2 separate regions of the Siniperca chuatsi genome follow, and region 1 is linked to region 2. Evidence: chromatin contacts called from public Hi-C data. All regions are on one chromosome and are shown on one strand. The core of a region is the stretch at or near the end of the contact, and the rest is flanking DNA. Distances in the headings are between cores, read along the strand shown.

Region 1 (2,700 bases), core at 183-2,682, 63 kb before region 2:
TTGAACCCTGTGCAAACTGACAGCAGCAGTGTATGACCGAGCCATCCACGCAGTGTGTGTATGTACAGTATGTATGTGTGTGTAAGAGCAGATCGGAGCAACCCACCCTGCAAATATTTACCTCAGGTCCAAGTTGGTGCAGAGGGCATCTGGCAAGGAGCGAACAAGTGTGAATTTCACTCTCGTTCTACAGACATGAAGTGTTGCAGGTCTGTGAAGTGAAACTGACATTAAAGGACAGTCGAAGCATTTAATTAAAGCAGGGTTTGTTTTTACCGCTCATCGATGTAATACTCATACATAAAAAATGTTTAGTAAATCTAATGACATAGTGTTTCAATTATTCATAAAATATCTGCAATCATTTAATGAATTTGTTTTAACATCTCTCTTATTCTTATCATATTTTATAAGCCATTTCATATCCCTTAAGTCTTCTTTTGTTTTTGTTATTATCTCTTTATGCAATTAACTGTTAACATCTAGTTTATTTTTATTATTCTCTGTTATTTGTGTATTTGTGGACCTAAGTGACAGCATTAGAGGAAGCTAATGGGGATCCAATAAACAATTAAAAACATTATTTATGATAAAGTGAACAAAGCCAGTAATTCACAGCAATGTCCCGCTTCCCTTTATTTTCTTAAAGCTTTAATTTGATTGGTTAAAAATGTCTGACTCTGAAAATGAACTACCATAACAATATAAATATCTTTTGTGTTTTTATAGTTATTGTTTTAGCTGAAACAGTGTTTGTTTACTTAAACAGCAATTTAACAGCTATTGAAAATCTTGTCTTTGCTGACCTCCACTGGTTTAACTTCTCACCTGTCCGCAGTGATGTAGAGGTGTACTGCAGGGTGTGTCAGTATACTGTGACATCAGTGTTGGGCGTGGTTACAGGTGCAACAGAGCACCCAGCAATAGTGATTGGTGTGGTTAGAGGTGAAACCCAACGCACTTTAAAGTTTCAACATAGTTTTACAAAAGGATAGGTGACAAATTAAAGGAAGAACCTTAATAAATGAGTGGAGAAAAGTAACAAATGCAGATGCTTCCTTACAGGGCACGAGGGGTCAATGAATGGTTTGATGGATATGAAAATTAATCATGTGCTTGTCGTAAGTGGGTGATGAAATCTCATCTGACGTCCTCTTAAATGTGAAACAGGTCTTCACAGTCACCTGATCTCAAACTGGACTGACAGCACTCTCACCACCATCATCTAAACACCAAATGAGGGGATATTTTATGGAAGAATGGTGTTCATCCCTTTGGTACAGTTTAGAGACTTGTAGAGTCAATGTCAAGACACACTGAATGCTATAAATGACTCTAGAGATCAAATCTTTATAAATATCTTTCTACGTGCTGAACAGGTCTTCACTTTCGAGATGCGGTTATACTGAGACCTACTTGCTGGATTTTTGACACCTGTCCCACCGGTGCCGTCACACAAAACGACACAGTGAGTCAAGCTCTCCTGCTGGAGTCGGTGTTGCGGTGCATGAAGGGAGTTTTGAGTTGTGAGTGTAAACTGGATTTGTGTCACTTCATGGCACACTTGAGTCAATGGTCTATCATGCTGGCAGCTGCAGGAACGCACACAGAGAAAATGAGGACAAGGGGGAAAGAGACAGAAACGTCCTGACAGTGTGCCAGAACAGAAAGAAGAGAAGTAACATAATCATTCACAGAGCATAAAGGTGACCTGAAAATTGAGTGCCAAAACCAACTTATATGACCGCAGCGGCGACATGCCCTAAATTTCTCCCTCCCTTCTGCTTTAAGTGCAAGTACAAATGATTTTTTATGCATTATTCACAAAACAGAGCCTTCTCCCCCAATTTTCTCCACTCATGTGTGTCCTCTCCCTTTGATGATATAACCAAAGTAAGAGGGAGAGAGAAAAGCGAGGGAGTGCAGAAATGGAGGAGTTCAGAGGATGGCTTTCCTCTTGGGAACACAGAGCTCTCATACCAAAGGGGATCCTGCACTCTTCTGAAACAGTCTGAATCTTCCTGTAGACCAGGCTCCAAACACCAGCATTAACATGACAGTCATGTATCCTCTCTGCCATGACTGCAACCAGACACATCAGTGCCAAGTTACACACTTGGCCTGCTTTCTCAGGCTGGCTTTTCATCAAACAGGTATATGTAGGGTATTCCTGTATGCGCTGCTTCCTTCTTTATCAATAATATTTGAATTTACATTTACATGAATGCACAAATCTGAAAAACGACTGGAGAGAATAACCTCAGAATCACCCCGAGAGATTTTTGAACTCGGGGATCCAGATATGACAGCAGCAACAATTGGATGAGCGTGCTATGGGAAAGATGAAAGGCAGTTAAACTTGTAGTCATATTAAGTGGGCTGAGGCCTTTCATGATTCATACTGAGGCTTCATCTTACCGTTCAGTCGAGCTAGTGATCCCAAATGTTGAATAGGCTTATATATATATATATATATATATATATATATATATATATATATATATATATATATCTATATATATATCTGGATTCTTTGTAAAGCTTAGCAGTGAATGATAGAAAGCCAATTAACTTCCTCCCACTGTTCTGAGTGGGCACAGAGTGATTTTTAAAAGAAATTATGATGTTTTTCTCACAACACATGCACCTGACACAGAGCAGCCCTTAATTCAGTTTTACCATTGAATCTTATTTATGCTA
Region 2 (2,700 bases), core at 120-2,619:
CTACTTACAATATCCTTGACAAGGAAACTATGTTGAGCCAGGGGTTTTTCAGAGACAACACTGAGCATGAACATAACTGCAGAAATTCCAAAAAACTATTTTATCATGTTGATGCACTCGATTCGCTAGAAAAATGCAAAGAAAAATATTCACCCATATTCTTTAACACACAGGATTTGAATCGAACAAACTTAATGCGATAAATGTGCAAATTTATCACATTAAGTTTGGTTCATCTAAATCCTCGCTGGATTTAATAACTGCTCTGCAGTGGTGGAAGAAGTACTCGGATCTTTAAGTAAAAGTAGCAACACCACAATAAAAAAAATACTCTGTTACAAGTAAAAGTCTTGCATTCAAAATCTTAAGTAAAAATACACAAGTATTAGCAGGAAATTGTATTAAAATATCAAAAGTAAAAGGTACTTGTTATGCAAAATGGCTCCATTCAAAGTGTTACATTTATTATATATTTATTACTGGAAGTTTATTCCTGATTTATTGCAGTCTAAGCAGCATCTGAACATTGTAAAGGTGTAGAGCTAATTTTAACAGCTGTATATACTGTTGGGTAGTTTCTTCAATAACAATGCACATCTTATAAACTGATCATGTTTAACGTATTAAATCTTGATCTGAAAAGTAACTGGTAACTATAGCTGCAGCGGAGTAAAAAGTACAATATTTCACCCTGAAATGTAGTGGAGTAGAAGTGTAATGTAGTATAAAATGGAAATACAAGTACCAGTTCTGTACTTAAGTACAATACTTAAATAAATGTTCTTATTTACATCCCACCACTGCAGATGTGAATAGGTTAAGCTTGAAACTGGAACAAGTCCAAACTCACCATACATGTATGACAAGTGCTAGTAGTATCGAGGTTAGCATGGCCGCCTTCCAGGTATCTCACTTCGAGTACATAGGATTTCAGACTCCATCCTTTAACTGGACATTTCCATGTTTAAGATTGTTTGACTGCTAAATCAACATCACAATGTTCAAGTCAAAAGTGGATAAACACTACTTCAAACCTTCCAAGCTCTGCCCTGACAATACTACTAGTTTTGCTACTGATAACTTATATTTTTTTATACATTGAGGAATTTGAACACGTTTTTCCACAAAACCCTTTTTTTCCATTGCACAAAAGAAGCCGACCTTCTGAAATAATAAATGTTGTCTAAACACAAACAGCTGTTAAGCTGAAAATTATCATTTTAAATCAGAAACTGTCTGATTAAAGAATAAGAAAACATGAGTATGAATCCTGGCAAGAATTCAAAGCCAGATTTCGGTACTTGACAGTTTTCTATTCTTGCTGATGCAGACACATTTCTGCCAGTAGCAAAAAAGTATTTAGCTTAGATACCCAGCCCTATCTTGACAAGCCAACGTGCACTTTCCTTAATCTAAACTAAAACATTTGTTGCAGAACTACAAATTGTACCAATGTTTATAGGAATTATATACCAAGCCTATTCAAATTATTAGATGAAAAAATACATGTTTACAGCTATACACAATTCTTTATTTTTAAAAAGATATTCAAGATGTGCTGAACACCACCACAGACAATGTAAAGCTAACATGTGACCAAACACTGCAACAAGGTTCATCCTTCTCTCCACGACTCTTGATCCCTCCAATCGGTGACCAATGAGTCTGCGCTGCTTTAATTTTGTCCATCGTCCTCCTTTCACACCAGGACTACTGGAACATGCAATCATAAGAAGGAGGACAGTTGTCGATGTCAAGTGGCTCTGCACAGCACGCTGCAGTGATCATTGTCGAGTCTGTCACCACTTTTGGGTGCATACAGGTGTCATCTGAGAATCAGACTGCCTGGAGTTGGAGCTTATTTGCCGATTCTCTGAACCACCCAGTCCTGCTGGCAGAGGGGGCAGCGATTGTTCTGCTTCACCCAAAGGGACATGCAGCAGTTATGGAAGGAGTGGTTGCACTCTCCCCATACAACTGAAAGAAGATGGCAGATAAGAGGGACACAGGGAGAGACAATGAATGAGTATTAACAGGGAACACACTGTAATTCAATCAGCTGAGGTTACACAGAATGTAAAAGTACAACCTTATTTCTTTTAATGGTGACTAAAACTGTTTATTTTTAGTGTATCTGAGATTCATATTTATGTGTTAAGATCTATCTATCTAATTGTTTTCCTAAAAGCACAATCCTTGGCATCTATGTCAGTACAGTCAAACGAGGTAAAGTGACACTTAATAGTGGTGTTCAAGCTATGACAAATGAGGAAGCTTACACAGAGACTACTGAAAAGATGAACTTGTACTCGGGTAGACTAGTTATGATAATTTCTAACATAAAAATCCCACATACACTATATACGCATATTATACTTGAGAAAGTCAGTGATTTAAAGTGCAGGTACACTACTGTACTTATATAAGTTGTATTATAATTACTTGCTCTGCAGTTGGCTCTTATAGCTAAATAAATCTGTTAGCACGTCATTTTTGGACGTTTGCCTAACGTTATTTTAACTAAATAATATGAGTTTCATCCAAACAATATAACTACATTATGTTTCTTTGCGGATTCAGGCTAATGTTATGCATTTCACTAACATGAAACGACCAAGAAGAAAAACCCCTTCCTCTGTGATTAGCTGGCTTGGTTGGTTTCTTTGACAACTCCGACACACTAACGTTAGCTAATGTTAG

What was found. Hi-C and Micro-C count contacts between places; a contact is called where the count stands out from the background.
Region 1: a Hi-C map of an unstated tissue shows a contact between it and region 2, with 2.8 times the contacts expected there. The contact joins the enhancer-like site here to the promoter of grk7b in region 2. A contact is called at or near these places in 2 of 3 Hi-C or Micro-C datasets (skeletal muscle and an unstated tissue).

The regions. Positions count from the first base shown.
Region 1 is chrLG7:13,387,588-13,390,287 of ASM2008510v1, reverse strand. No RefSeq gene overlaps it. Among protein-coding and RNA genes, the nearest start is that of fzd9b, 17 kb to the right of the region's middle. Within about 2 kb of position 1,432, the one cell type or tissue checked has an H3K27ac peak away from gene starts, as active enhancers do.
Region 2 is chrLG7:13,324,880-13,327,579 of ASM2008510v1, reverse strand. It overlaps grk7b (rhodopsin kinase grk7-b), which reads right to left and starts at 1,369. Exons shown (of 4, transcript XM_044202859.1): 1 at 1-1,369. It overlaps rnf7 (RING-box protein 2), which reads right to left. Exons shown (of 3, transcript XM_044202860.1): 3 at 1,510-1,977. The coding sequence ends at 1,859.